3 separate regions of the Mus musculus genome follow, and all the other regions are linked to region 3. Evidence: chromatin contacts called from public Hi-C data. All regions are on one chromosome and are shown on one strand. The core of a region is the stretch at or near the end of the contact, and the rest is flanking DNA. Distances in the headings are between cores, read along the strand shown.

Evidence for each region. Hi-C and Micro-C count contacts between places; a contact is called where the count stands out from the background.
Region 1: a Hi-C map of cortical neurons shows a contact between it and region 3. The contact joins two enhancer-like sites. A contact is called at or near these places in 7 of 484 Hi-C or Micro-C datasets (the N1E-115 cell line, cerebellar granule neurons, cerebral cortex and 3 more), 3 of 115 datasets of contacts at active chromatin or transcription factors (embryonic basal ganglia, embryonic midbrain and embryonic stem cells) and 1 of 9 other capture datasets (embryonic stem cells).
Region 2: a Hi-C map of cortical neurons shows a contact between it and region 3, with 2.1 times the contacts expected there. The contact joins two enhancer-like sites. A contact is called at or near these places in 1 of 15 datasets of contacts at CTCF or cohesin (stem cell-derived epiblast-like cells) and 12 of 484 Hi-C or Micro-C datasets (the HPC-7 cell line, the N1E-115 cell line, cortical neurons and 3 more).

The regions. Positions count from the first base shown.
Region 1 is chr16:5,537,336-5,542,208 of GRCm38.p6, reverse strand. No RefSeq gene overlaps it. Among named protein-coding and RNA genes, the nearest start is that of Gm41416, 56 kb to the right of the region's middle. Within about 2 kb of position 3,213, at least 22 of the 459 cell types and tissues checked have an H3K27ac peak or open chromatin away from gene starts, as enhancers often do. A contact at or near this core is called in cortical neurons, where this site is marked.
Region 2 is chr16:5,660,745-5,665,454 of GRCm38.p6, reverse strand. No RefSeq gene overlaps it. Among named protein-coding and RNA genes, the nearest start is that of Gm41416, 180 kb to the right of the region's middle. Within about 2 kb of position 3,369, at least 28 of the 459 cell types and tissues checked have an H3K27ac peak or open chromatin away from gene starts, as enhancers often do. A contact at or near this core is called in cortical neurons, where this site is marked.
Region 3 is chr16:6,476,801-6,481,495 of GRCm38.p6, reverse strand. It overlaps a transcript of Rbfox1 not described here. Among named protein-coding and RNA genes, the nearest start is that of Gm36824, 370 kb to the right of the region's middle. Within about 2 kb of position 1,600, at least 32 of the 459 cell types and tissues checked have an H3K27ac peak or open chromatin away from gene starts, as enhancers often do. A contact at or near this core is called in cortical neurons, where this site is marked.

The DNA of each region.
Region 1 (4,873 bases), core at 1,964-4,463, 940 kb after region 3:
ACAAGGCAGACATGGCTCACCTCACTATGCACCTACTGACCAACCTGTGTCTGTCCCCCTACCTGATCTCAGCTACCCTTGTCCTCAGCTGTCCTGTCTACAGCTTCCTCAGCTTCCACAACTGAGGGAGGCCATGCAGTACTTGTCCTCACGTGCCTGGCCCGTGGGAGAAATCCCCCATGTCACTAAAGAGCAAAACTTAAAGCCAACACAAAAGACTGATTGCAGGGAGCGGAGGATGCTGGGAAGGACGCTGCTTCCCGTGCATCTTAAGGCACGTGAGGAGGCAAATGCTGCTTGAAGGACTGGCCGTGAGTTTTCTGCAAATAAATCCGATTTTCAACTGTAATTCTCACTGTTTCTGTTTTCTGTGTCACAGCACACATTAAATAGATGTCAGCTTTTATTATTTAAAATAATACACAACCAAAGACTGAAAGGTCTGGGTCTTTTGAATGGTGTAGCATATGACATTTTATTATGTATGCACGCAGGCATGTGTATGTGCAAGTGTATGGAAGGGGGAGTGTATGGGGATGCATATGTATATGCAGGTGTGTGTAGGTACCTATGTAGGTACCATGCAGGTATGGGACTGTGCGTGTGTGTGTGTGTGTAGGGATGTGTGTGTCTGAAGGTATATGTGCAAAAAAGTGGTTCTGTGGAGGAATGCATGAGAGTTTTTACACAGGTGTACACAGGTGTATAGGTGTGTATGTATGCAGTGCACATGTGTGTGCAAGACTGTGTATGTGCAGATGCATGTGTGTGCATATGTGCATGGGTGTATGAGTGCATATATTCTTGTGTATTGCTAATATCACCACTGATATTCTTGGAACCCGTCCTCACTGCTAGCCCGCAAGGCCTCTCCTTTCTCTCACTGTGCAACCCCTTAGCAACTCCTATGCCTGATTTGGCATCAACTTACCACCTGTCAAATGAACAGGAGCTACCAAGAATGGGACAAGCTCACGAGACTGAGAGTACCCAGCTTATGCACATACCCTGATGACACGAAAGCCATCCACGCTCACTCCAGCCTTCCGGCAAACTAAGCCTGTGGGCATATAGGTGCTGGCTCCCAGGGTTAACAGGGAGAAAGGAGGAAAGAGAACAGATAAAACTCCACCCTCCCCATGGTGAGGAGAGACAATGAGCTATCATCCAAGTGAAGCCTGGGTATGTCTCACATTGCTATGTAAGAAACTCGACAGAGACCCCACCTGGACAACAGTAGAGCTAGCCCTGGAGGTGTAGGTGTGGATGAGCCTGCCCGAAGGGCAGGAGAGCAGGAGAGCTGACCCTGCCTGTTGCTGATGGCAGCAGTGCGTGTCCTAGCCAGAGCAGTGCTGGAGAGCTCACCCTGGTGGTGGGGGTAAAGGAAAGCTAGCACACTGACCAGCTACCACCCAGACCCAGATCCGGGGCTCTGAAATGACCCACGCCAAAATCTATATCATCTGTAAATGGTTGGGATATGTGAAAGGGCCGGTCCTGCTCTTCCAAAGCTGCAAGATCTCCATGACACTGGGCAACAACAGGATAACCAGGAGGACTCCCAGTGAGGACCCAATGTTGATGGTGTCACAGCAGCCAGAGATCTCGAACCAGACTAATGACTCATTGCGATGAACATTCATTCACAAGTGAAGATGTGTGGACAAAGGGACATACTGTAGGACACACTGTGACACATGACAGCCTCCATGAGATGTTTTCTATGCTTTGTTTTTATTGTGGCTGCTGGTGGTGGTGTGTGCATGTATGTGTGTATTTATTTGAGGGGCAGTTTGCAAGGATAAAGGGTGGATATGAGGGTACAGGGAGATTAGTGGGACTGGGGTACATGATGTGAAAAAAGCTGGGAGGGAGGGAGGGAGGGAAGGGAAGGGAAGGGAAGGGAAGGGAAGGGAAGGGAAGGGAAGGGAAGGGAAGGAGGGAGGGAGGGAGGGAGGGAGGGAAGGAAGGAAGGAAGGAAGGAAGGAAGGAAGGAAGGAAGGAAGGAAGGAAGGAAGGAAAGAAGCAAGCAAGCAAGCAAGCAGAGGTAGGGAGAAGGCTGTAGGGTGTGCTTGGGATTGGGAGAGAGTAGTTGAGAACGCTTTATGGAGATGTGGGAATCAGACAGCAGCCCAGCGAGATGTGAAGATGCTCAGGCAGTGAAGAAGTGCTTCCCGCACTGAGAAATGGACTTGACCTCCAGAGTCACGTAAAAAATCTGGATGTGGTGGCGCTTGCTTGACCCAATCCCAGGGCCACGAGAGACAAGCAGATCTCTGGGACTCTCTGACTAGCTAGTTCAACCTTCTTGACAGGCTTCAGGCCAAGGAGGGACCCAGCTCCACCGAAGCAGATAGTGTCTAAGGAACAGCACCTGAGGTTTTCCTTGGCCTTCACATGCATGTGAACACATGTGCACCTGCACATACCTGAACATGAGTACACACATACATGCACACAAAGGCAGCAAGTGAGGGGAATAATCACACTGGTGTCTGCTTGCCACCCTCAATCTCTCCTGGCACAGTGCCACACACAAAACAGCTGAAGAAGCAACCAGGTTAGCCATCTTGAGAAACAGCATTCTTGACCAAAAGAACAGCATGTGCCAGGGTCCTGAGGCTGAAGGTTGTGAGAAATAATTGAATTGCAAAGCAGCCGATCCTCAGGACTGACTGGTGCTGAGAACTTAAGTGCAGGATCCCGGGGTGGGGGTCACTCTAAGCCTGCAGGACCCCAGGGTAGGGGTCACTCTAAGCCTGCAGGATCCTGGGGGGGTCACTCTAAACCTGCAAGATCCCGGGGTAAGGCTCACTTTAAACTGCAGGATCCCGGGGTGGGGATCACTCTAAGCCTGCAGGATCCAGGGGGTGGGGCTCACTCTAAGCCTGCAGGATCCAGGAGGTGAGGCTCACTCTAAGCTACACTGCCAACATGTGGTGGTGGCCAGTACTCTAGATCATTCTGTCCTCTGTGTCCCCCATGTGAAATCCTGGAATCCAACTTCCCCTCTGCCCCTGAGGGCTGACTTCCCTCCCTAGCGTGAAGGGGTGGTGGGGGCTGTCACTCATTCGCATCTGCCTGCCATTCTAAATGACAGAGAATGGGAGTTGCTCACTGCATTTGCTGGTAATGGGGTAGACTCACAGCATATCAGATGCTCACAATGAAAACACATTTCCCTGTCTGGAAAGCAAGCTCACGCCTACAGACCCTGGCACTGAACATGACTTCAATGGGCGCTGTGTCAGGAATAGGAGCCTGGGAGCTCCTACCATTTCATGCTCACCTCAGAGCCGGCTCCCTCCCACCCTGTCGGTCAGTCTATTCCTTAGAAAACTCATTCTGAGCACTGTGGGCTCCCTCCCGTGCAGGGCATGCTTGCTCCCTTCTCCCTGCTCGGCTCTTGATTAAAGGCCTGGTGTGATATTTGTAGTTACCAAACATCAATATTTGGCCTGGATTTGTGAGATTGAAATGCAGAGAGGAAGAAGTCTGCCTGTGTCTGAAAGGGGGAAGTTCTGATCGGACAGACCGAACTCCTGATTAGGGGCACTGAGGGCAAAACGGGGCCCTGTGGGCTCTGTGTAGCTGGTAGCAGAGCTCAGAACCCTGCATTTCATCAAGAAAGCAGCTTCTGCCAGAGGGGAGGAGACAGGGAGAGCCCCGGCCAGGCTGAATGAGCCTGTAGCCACTTTCTTTAAGGGGCTCAGATGAGAGTAGAGTTGTTGATAACAGTAAAGGTAATGGTTGGTAAGAAGATGTAGACTCCCGGGGCCTTGCTCCTCAGACAGCTCAGATGTGTTAGATTACATTGGTAAGTGATGCCTCATTTAACAAGGGAGTTAACTCTCCCAGTGCCCTTTCCTAAGACTCTACCTTACCAACTCATCCTCATAGCAGTCTTCCTCACCAGCTGCTTTACTGAGGAGAATATGCACTGAGAGGCCTAGTCGCTGGCGCAAGCTCACACAGCCAGAAAGCTGCAGAGCTGGGAGTCTGCTCTGGGAACGTTCTGGTTCCCAGAACAGCAATCCTCTTCCTCTTTATCCTAGGGTTATCGCAGAATGCTCATCTCTCTGGAAGAGCCTGACTCACAAATCCCAAGGTGCACTGTGCATAGGTAAGACTCCCTCAGTCCTGAAACAAAGATCTCATTCATTGAAGTCCTTTAAAACAATGCATCTTCCCTGCGAGTCTAGCAGCAGTAACCACCCTAGCCACTAGAAGGCGCTATAATGACTCTAAATGTCCCACGCCTTATGTCTTGAACATTTGGTCCCCAGCCGGCAGTGGTGCAGTTCTGGAAGCTTGTAGAACATAGAGGAGGTGGAGCCTTACTGGAGAAAGTTAAGTCCTTAGAAGAGGGAGAAACTTAAGGGTTTTTTTGTTTGTTTGTTTGGCTTTTTATTTTAAGTCCTGCCCCATTTGCTGTTCTTTCCCTGTGAACCATGTGACCAGCTGCTTCTCAAGTCTTGGCTGCCAGGATAGATGTATCCCTTGAACTTTGAGCCAGAATAAACCCTCCCCAGCTCAGACTGCTTCTCAGCAGGTATTTTGCCTCCTGCAGTAGGAGGAGTTACGTGTGGAAAGCCTCCTCCCCCCCCACCCCACCCCCATAGCATTGTTTCAGGAAGTCAGCCGCAGTTTCTGGCTACTCTCTGCTTCCTGTCTGCTACAGATCTTTCCTGCCTTAGGGCGAACCCAGCCATGACGGAAACCCTCTGAAACAATGAGCCAATGTTTGGCTCCCAGACATTCTTTTTTGTCAGATTGCTCACTTGGTCACAGCCCTACAAAAGCATGAGTAGATCACTAGAGGGCGTAATCCAATTCTGCCACTAAGTGTCACTCAGCAGTTAACAGAGGCTAG
Region 2 (4,710 bases), core at 2,120-4,619, 820 kb after region 3:
CACACACACACACACTTACTTTTGTCAATCTTGTTTGAACAATGTCCTGCACCACGTTCCTCCCCTCTGCTGTATGTCTCTAAATAGAACCATCAGGAACAACAGAACAGCTTGGAGTTCCAGCCCCAGGCCTGGTGCTTAGTAACTTCAAGGACCCTTACTGTTTCTCTGCCATGACCTCCACTCTTACCACAAACAGTTCAAAGAGTCAAAGAGAGCAAACTGCATTCCAAGAAAACTTAATACCTATCATCTACTCATGCTCCCATCCTTCTCAGAGGGAGAAATAGATGAAACCATGAGTTAAGGGAGGGCTACAGAGTCAAACAGCCAGGCAACCTCGCTGAGCAGATACACTTATGGAGAACTAGAAGAAGAAAAGAGAAACTTCAAGTGATTTTCATATCGAGGGGTCTGATATACACACTATCAGTTTGGGATCAGGTTGTTATGTTCAACAGAAGAGGGGTTGATAAATAGATGCACACTGTACAGTCCCTTCTAGACACCCCCAACATCAAAGGCTCCTCTCCTGAGATGAAGTCAAGGCTCTTCTTACTTTGAGTGAATATGAGTAGGTGTTTTACCCTCTGTGAGCACCTAGACTCGCTTCCCCTCACTGGTCCCCACTGCCCAACTATCTGAGATCAATAACAATTTGTGCAAATCTACTTGACTTGAAGCAGAAATTTTCTCTGTGATATCCTCTCTTTCCTATGTAGATAGCTTTCTACCTATCTGTTTCCTGAAGATGGAGGAGAAGGAGGAAGAGGAGGAAAGACAGGCCACAAATTGCCTAGAAGATGGTCTCAGTCTTGGGTATAATGAGAAAACCATAAGGCCCTCATAACTGTTGCTGACAGGAAACCCGTTGTCCCATGATCTGAAAACCTCTCATTATACTTGGCATTTTTAAAATCTGAGTTAATAATTTTCTTTACCTTTGAAATTTTCCCCATCATAGGCTGCTGTAAACTGGCCAGTGTGGCATACTTCTAGCCAACAATGCACTGCCATATGATACCTGCTAATCCCTAAGAACTCACACCTAGAGTTTAGCAGAGTGTGGATCTTGATGCAGTAGGCACTGGGCATTTTGGATAGCTAGGACGTATTCTATCCCTGTTCCCACCCACACACAGTTTTCCCCTTTAACAAAAGTTTCTTTTCAAAGTTTCACTTTAAATATAAAATATGTCCTTGTGAAAGCCGTTACAAATGTCACTACTTTAACCGGCCCAAATTTATGATGACATTGAATTTTAATGTAGCCATAAATGTCCAGTGTAATGGTGATATATGTTCTCCAATAAATTGTTATGGAGAAATATAAAAATAAGTGTAAGATAAAAGATTGTGTATAAAATATGTTTTTACATCTTCTTTAATGATTAAAAATCATACAAACTTGATATTCTAAATCACTGGGAACTGCCACTGTGCTCCAAGAACACTCCAGTCACAAAAGGCTCTCAGAGGCTGATCTGATGGAAGGGTGGTCAGAAATCACACACGTTTTAATGAGAACATTTAAGATGAGTTTTATATTGATGTGGGGGAAAGGTAATTAGCATTAAAGATGATGGACAAAGCAGTAGTCTGACCCTCTATGCCTTGGGAAAACCCCTATTCATACCACCATGAGGGCAAATGACACACAGAGAGGGCTGATGGCCCCATGGCTTCTACTGCTGTCTTGAGGGTGACCCTGCCATTCTATGGTATCTTGAGTGACTGGCCAGTTCCAAGGACAGGTGAGGAGATGGAACAAACAGGAGATGAGGTGGCACACTGGGAATGGGAGAAGATGCGCTCAAATTTGCTGCAGAGGACTCCATGATATTGACCCATGTCCACTTTCTGTGTCACCTTGGACAAACAACTTTAGTTTGCAAGCCTCTGTTTCTTCTTTTACAAAGGCCATCAGCGTTCATCTATAAAGTGGTGACAGGGTCAACCTAGGGACAATTTTTCTTTCTGAATCCCCTGTCCCATTTGCACGTTTTCATTAGCACGGCAAGTATTCCTTAGACAAACACCTTGTCAGAGTTTGGATGTAGAATGTTCCCTTTAGGTCCATGTGTCTGAGTGCTTGGTCCCTGGTAGGTGGCACTGTTGGGAAAGAATAAGAGGTGGAACTTCACTGAAGGGAGGGAGTCATTGGGAGGTAAGCCTTGAGAGTTATACACAGTCCCCACTTCCTGCCCAAGTTCTACTTCCAGACCTGTGAGAACCCACTCCCAAGGCTATCTCCATGGACCTAAGTCCTGCCGTGCTTTCCCACCATGACTGACTAGAGTCCCTAAAACCACAAGCCCAAATAAATCCTTCCTGGAGTTACATCAGTCTAGTGTAGTATCACAGCAACGGGAACACAGCTTTTTTTGTCACTATGGCAACCTGAAAGCAATACCAAGAAATGAGAAGCCCAGTCAGGAAATCAAAAAAAGAAAGATCTCAAAAATTGTCTGACTCCCTGGATCCAGCTGTGCCTGGAGCTAGGATATTCAGTGCATGAGGTAGCCCCATTCATTCCTGTCTCCTTTCTGGGTTTGGTTTTCGGTCACCGGTAACTAGGCAGGTCCTAAACATTAGAATGGTTCCTGGGCCTGCCATGAGCTGGGAGAGCCCACAGAATGAGATCTCCACACTGTGGTGGTTAATGCCACTTTTCAGCTTCATGGGAAACAAGCATCTGGACGTGCCTGAGAGCGAGTTCCTTGACTGGGTTAATTGAAGTGGAAAGAACTACCCTAAATGTGAGCAGCGCCATCCATAGTCTGGGGTTCTGGGCTAAATAAAAAAGGAGGAGACAGTGTCCCAGCATGCATTTCTCTCTGCTCCCTCACTGTGAGCACAATGTGATGCACTGCCTCATGCTCACACCACCGTGTTTTCCCTGCCATGACAGACTGTCCCTTAACTGTGAGCCAGAGGAAATGCTTCCTTCCTTGAGTTCCCTTTGCCCCACACTTTGTTGCAGTAATGAAACAAATAACACACAGTAAACTGCAGAAAGTCCCACAGAGAGTGCCGACTGATACTGTCGTCTCTGTAATCATGGATATCCGTGCCAGCCACCTGCCTTGGGGTCTGGGTTGTATCTGCTCTACCTAAATCCCAAGATGGAGACACATTTGCAGCCCTGCCTCTGGCTGGCCTCTCATTACCTCTGATTGATCGCCAGTGTACCTGATGGATATCAGAACTGGCCCCAGCTCCCGGAAGAGCCCTAGATTCTGAAGCCAGAAAGCCTGCCTCCTCTCAACATGTTTGCTTCCTTAGCTGGCTCCCCGTGGCTACTCTGCCCTCTCTATCCCCAGGATATGGCTCCAGTGCCAACAAGCTCCAGGCTTCTGTTTGCTATGGAAAAATACCAAGTTCACAGAGAGCTGCTTACAGCATCAACCCTCCTGCAGCTGGCCACACTCGCTCCCTCCCAGGGCTTGGCAGTCACTCCGCCTCCTCCCACCTCCTCTGCCCTAGCTGGGGACAGCATCCATTTAATTTTTTCCACTATTTTTATCTTTTTAATGTTCAAAGTGTCTGTTGTAAACCTGGAATGAAGAGTGCTAAAATGGGGTCTAACCTGGGGCATTGACTTCCCTGTCTTACTAAGCTCTCTACACATGGACTGAAAGGGTCTATGTGAGACATGCTCTTGCCTCCCTTAAGGCCCAGGAACCCCCATTTACAATCTTATGATGAACAACAAACTCCATTTCAGAGGTTCTCTGGCTGTGTGTTCTAGAATGTTCTCCAAGTTTTTTTCTTCTATTTCAACACTCACCCCCCCCCATTTCCCAAAGATTTTAGGGGGATAAAGATCAAATTACAAAAACTCACAAATGGACCCATGCCCCCACCTGTATTCCTTTCTCTGCTCTCTGTATAATTTGTCTCTGGTTGCTCTAATCTCTCTGTCTGCTTCAGGCTCTGCTGACAGCAAGGTTCCTCTCTTCTTTCTTGTGACTACAGTCCCAGGACCTACTGAAATGTCGGAAACCCTTCTGGGTGCTCAACATGTGTGTGTGTGTGTGTGTGTGTGTGTGTGTGTGTGTGTGTGTGTGTGTGTGTGTGTGTGTGCATGCATAAAGGCACTGAATCCCCTGGCTAGGCTTGCAAGGTGCCCAAATCGGTGCTGGGAACTGGATTCAGGTTGTCTGCAAGTGCAGCATACACTTTAACTGCTGAGTCAACTTTCCAACCCCTTCTTATGTCTTTCTTTGGCCACATAAGTGTTACATAGTTTCATTGGGAAAAAAAAAAAAAGAGACCTAACCCCCATGTCCAACCAGAAGAAACATGTCCTCCAACCATAAAAGACCACAGGCATGGTGGAAGGGAGATCCCTGGGGAGGAGTATCCAAGGCTGGTTCCTACACTTGGGGTTCAGTCAGGGCCACCTGGAGTAGCTTCACTGGGCCCTGGGTAAAGTAGGCATCAGTCAGTCTTGTTCCAAATGTACACACACAGAAATCTGGGCATATTTCAAGTGTCTCCCTCCCTCTTGCCTTCTTGGATAGTAACTCCTGTAGCCAAGGTCAGGATCAAACAGTTAATTCCAGGAGAATCTCAGGGTTGAGTTTCACTGTGGTGGTGTGTACAGATTCACACAGGAATCCTGATTGACATACTATGTACCCCACCCCAAATTCACACATCCTTGTCAAAAATCTGCAGTTAATCCAGCAGCTGTAGAATGTGCTT
Region 3 (4,695 bases), core at 351-2,850:
TGTCCCTAGGTTATGTCTCAGAGCCCACAGCAGAGGATGCCATTAATATTGAGTATTTCATTCAAGGACCTAAAGTCAGTCACAGTGTGGAAAACAGCTCTTCAATTCTCATCAAGTGCGGAGCTGTGGGTGAGACTCGGGCATAGCTGAAGCCTTGAGGCCAGCACTGCATAAACCGAGTGTGAGGGAGCCCATCTGTAATTTGCAATCTGGGAGATGGAGGCAGGAGGACCAGAAGTTCAAGGTCACCCTCAGTTACAGTGACTTCAAAGCCAGCCTCAGTTTGGTACTAGAGACTCTGTCTCAAAAACCAAACAAATGGAATGAAGACTGTGAGTTCCTCCTGTGTAGACTAATGCTGACATTTTAGCTTCCGGGCTCAACAGAGGTATGAAACACCTGCAAACAGGAGATGCCTTGATGGGACATCTATCAGTCCCCTCTTGTTACCTCCTCACCTTGTTACTGTGGTATCTCAGTTCACTCCTAACAGTAGCAAATACAGATTGGTAGAAAAAATTGCATGTTGTAACTATCCTATTACTATTAGCCACCTCTTACTGTGTCTCATTTGTAGGCTAAGTAAACACAATAACCCTGAGGCTTGATATTCTTGGTATTTTAGGGCATGTCCTGCGTGTCTTGGAAGAAGACATCACCATATAGAAGAGAGGTGCTGACAAACCACTTGTTCAAGGAGGAAAGCTGGCACAACTCTGAAAATATGCCTTTCAGCTAGATGCTTTCAGAGACCGGATCCAGAAGAGCTGGTACAACTACGAAATCGCCCCTTTCAGCTAGATGCTTTAGCGTCTGAATCCACTTTTCTGAAATGTTAGGACTCAAATTAGGCCACTTATTTGAAGGCATGAAGAACATAACGTGTATTCAATGAGCCTCCCAACAAAGCTTCCCTTCACAAATTTGCTTAGCACATACAATATCACATCTGGCCAGCAGATGGCAGAAGGGAGCTTTGTAAAAACTATCAAAACCAGCAAACACCAGAAAGGACCAGATAGATCTCTGAAATCTGTAACTTCCCGAAATAACAATCTTTCTGTACCCTCAAAATTGTACTCTCCGATAACTACATGTTTTAATTGCTAAACATGATGTTCTTTCCAAAAATGAGATGGCTTAAAGACACAGTGTATTAATATGTACTTACAAAAGTTTAGCATATTAAGGGTGCCCCCTTCAAGCAATAGGTATTGTGAAAGGGGGAGCACTAGGATTTAGGTCTAAAAGGGAAGATCACTGAGAGTCTATGATTTGTGTCATGTGGCTGGGGATTTAGCATATCAACTTTGTAAAAGTCAACAGAAATGGATTCAACTGCCCACACACTGGCCTTATAAGTAGGCATAGGGATGTTAGAAGGATTTAAAGAACATATTTTTGAGAAAGGATACTTCCTTTGGAAGAAAAAGAAAAGCGGAGAAAGCCTAGGGCCACAAAGGCTTCTCACAAACAAAGCTATTCTGAAGACAAAGCAAGCAAAATGCTGCCTCTGCCTTCTCTCCACCAGGACTGCATGCAGATCTCACAGGAACCATTTGGCTTTAACCCAAGGTTTTGGTCACAGGGCTTCAGTGCTGTCAATTTCAGCTGTGTACACAAGTGTGAGCCGGGGTGGGGGTGGGGTAGAGAGAGAGGGCCTTAGCTAAGGTGGTGGCTGATGCTTAACACAATGGGTCTGATCCCTGGGAGCCAGCTGTTCCAGGCAGGAGCCCCGTGATGAAGGTGAGCTCAAACCCAGGGTCCTTTAGCAAATAAGAGCTATGCATTGGTGCCACAGCAGGGACTTAATGAGAGTGCTTTTAATTAACTGTAAAAGTAATTACCCATATTAGATGTAAATCACACTTGTTTCTACAGGAGGTGAATGATTTCAGCACAGCTTTTAAGAATACTTCTTGAAGGGCTGTTAGTTGCCAATTCTCTCCAGGAGTCCATGTGCAAAAAACATAACAGGGCCTGGGGAAGCCAGCTCTGAGATATCTCCTTTCTTCTCTGCCAGGCACTGGAATGAATGTAGCCACACCCTCACCAAGGTTGCAGGCTCCAAAGAGCACTCCAGGCACACAGCACTCTTAGTGTGGAAGCTAAGGTGTTCTGTTTTTCACTTTAGATTTTTAGCCACTGGAATGATCTCCAGTCTCCCCCCACTGAATGGAGATAATTGCATGACTCAGACAAAACAATGGGGAGGAGGCATCTGGATGATAGCCCAGCCATAGAGTGCTCGCCTCTCCTTGAGTTCAATCCCTCAGGTCCTACTTAAATGTTGGACACAGTGGTTCCTGCACACTTGTAATCACAAGGCTGAGGAAGTAAAGCAGAGACAATTGGTCAGGGGGACACACTGGCTAGCCTGTCTACCTAGTGGGTGAGACCAACGAAGGACATTGTCAAAATAACAAAGGGACAAGAAATGACTCAACAGAGAAAGACTCTTGCTGCTAAGCCTCATGAATTGAAGTAGGGCTCACACTGTAAATGGATAGAAATGACTCTAACAAGTTGTATCTCCATATATACAAGTCACACATTTCCCCATATACATACTTACACACACACACACACAGATATACACACACACACAATACACAAAGATATACACATGGATACACACACATGCACACATGCATGCATCAAACATACACACATATACATGCATACATGGACATATTTACACGCACACACATGTTTAACACATGCACACATTCATGTGTACATGCACACAGGCATATACACCTACTCACAAATACACACACAAACATGCGTGTGTGCACATACACAGGATCATATACACACTAAAGCATAGAGTGCAGGAAGAAGTCCTTGGTGGTATGTGCCTGGGGTGAGCACATTCAAGGTGATATTATCCAGAGAAGGAACTAAATCAGTAAGGGGGTGACTTCACCCCATGTTCCCTGCAGAATCCACCCACACATAAGTAGGACTGTACTTATCACTGCCACAGAATCAAAATAGTGAGTTAGAACAGCTGGAGACCTATAGGGCTAAAGGAGACAGGGGACAGAGGGAATCCAGGGAACTGGGATGAAGGACTGCTCTGAACTGCTGCCCTTGACATTCCAGACTTCTACAAGTGTGTGTGTGTGTGGGGGGGGGTGGCCCTACTTTCCAGCAGGATGCAATTGGCAAATACAAAATTACCCAGCAATTATTTATATGTTGATAAACACCTTCATTAAAGAATCTGAAGATGCAATTACCAAATTGAAGTTTAGTGCATTTGACTCAGACACAGACAGATGATGGAGAAGGGGGAAGGGGAGTTTTATATCCAGCCAGACAGGGACTCATTAGACAAACATGTCACCCCTGAAAAGATGCCTACCTCTCCCCATGTAAAGATGCCTGACACACCCATGTGAAGATGCTTACCTTTGCAAGTAAAGATGCCAATATGAAGATGCCTAACTCCCTAAGTGAGGATGCCTACCTTTCCCCATGTGAGACTATGGGGAAGCATTGTGCTTTGCTTGTCTACACCACCATTATGTGTTCATCACAGTGGATGAAGAGTAACAGAAATACAGGTAAACTAATAGGGAGGGAAAGAGTCCCCTCCCTCTGAAATCTGATTGAAGTCATTCCCAGGTTGAGTGTTTAAGACACAAACAACTAACAAAGATCTACTCTGAAGGCTGGGATTGAAGGCATGCGTGGTGACTCATGCCTTCAATCCAGCTTTCAGGAGTCAGAGGAGGATGGATTTCTATGGGTTTGAGGCCAGTCTGGTCTACAAAGCAAGTTCCAGGCCACCTGGGGCTACATAGTGAGTCTCTGTCTTTAAAAAATAAATCATGATGAAGATTGCTACATAGAAATAAAAGAGAGAAATTCTAATGAAATCCCAAGGAATCAATGAGCCATGACTGAGGTCTGTGTGGCTTTGTCTCCGATGTAAATCTGTAACTTTCTGGGAATCTCAAAACATTGGTAACCTGACTTTTAGTCAAAACATGCCTTGACTTTTTAATTATAGGTTTGATTTATTCTCTGAGGACTCTGCACATGTATGCAATATGTTTTGATCATAACCAATCCTCAGCTTTTCTCAGGCTTCCACTGCATATCACCCTCTCAAATTCATGTCTTGCTGCCCACTGAGCCCATTTTATCCATGCATAGGTGTAGGGACACCTAGCACAGCATGGACAGCAGAAGGAAACCTGGCTCTCCCTCCACCAGCAGCTGTGCTGCCAGCCAATCCTCAGCTAGGAGTGAGGGCTTCATGAGCCCCTCCTCCACCCATGCTGTCAGGGTGGCTGGCTTGATCTTGTGTACCACCAACAAGTATAGGTCCATGTGTGCAAGAATTCTGTCATTCCCCAAAGCACTACATTCTCAGTTGCCCTCCATTGTCTCTGGCTCTGACAATGATCCCACCGCCTCTTCCAAGCTAATGCTGCTACGCAATAAAGGGGCATTGGCCTTGAATTCATTCTCACTTAGAAGTGTGCAACATTCTTTTGACGACTGCTGACATGCCTTCATCCCTGCAGCTTGCAATCCTGTCTGGTGATTGTTAGAGAGCAGCCTCTCTAAGGATCATTTGCTAAAAGAGAAAAAGGCATTTCCTTAGAAGCCCGAGAGCAATATCACCTCAGAAGCAACCACAAATTTATACATGACCATCAGAATCACGCTTGACTTTGT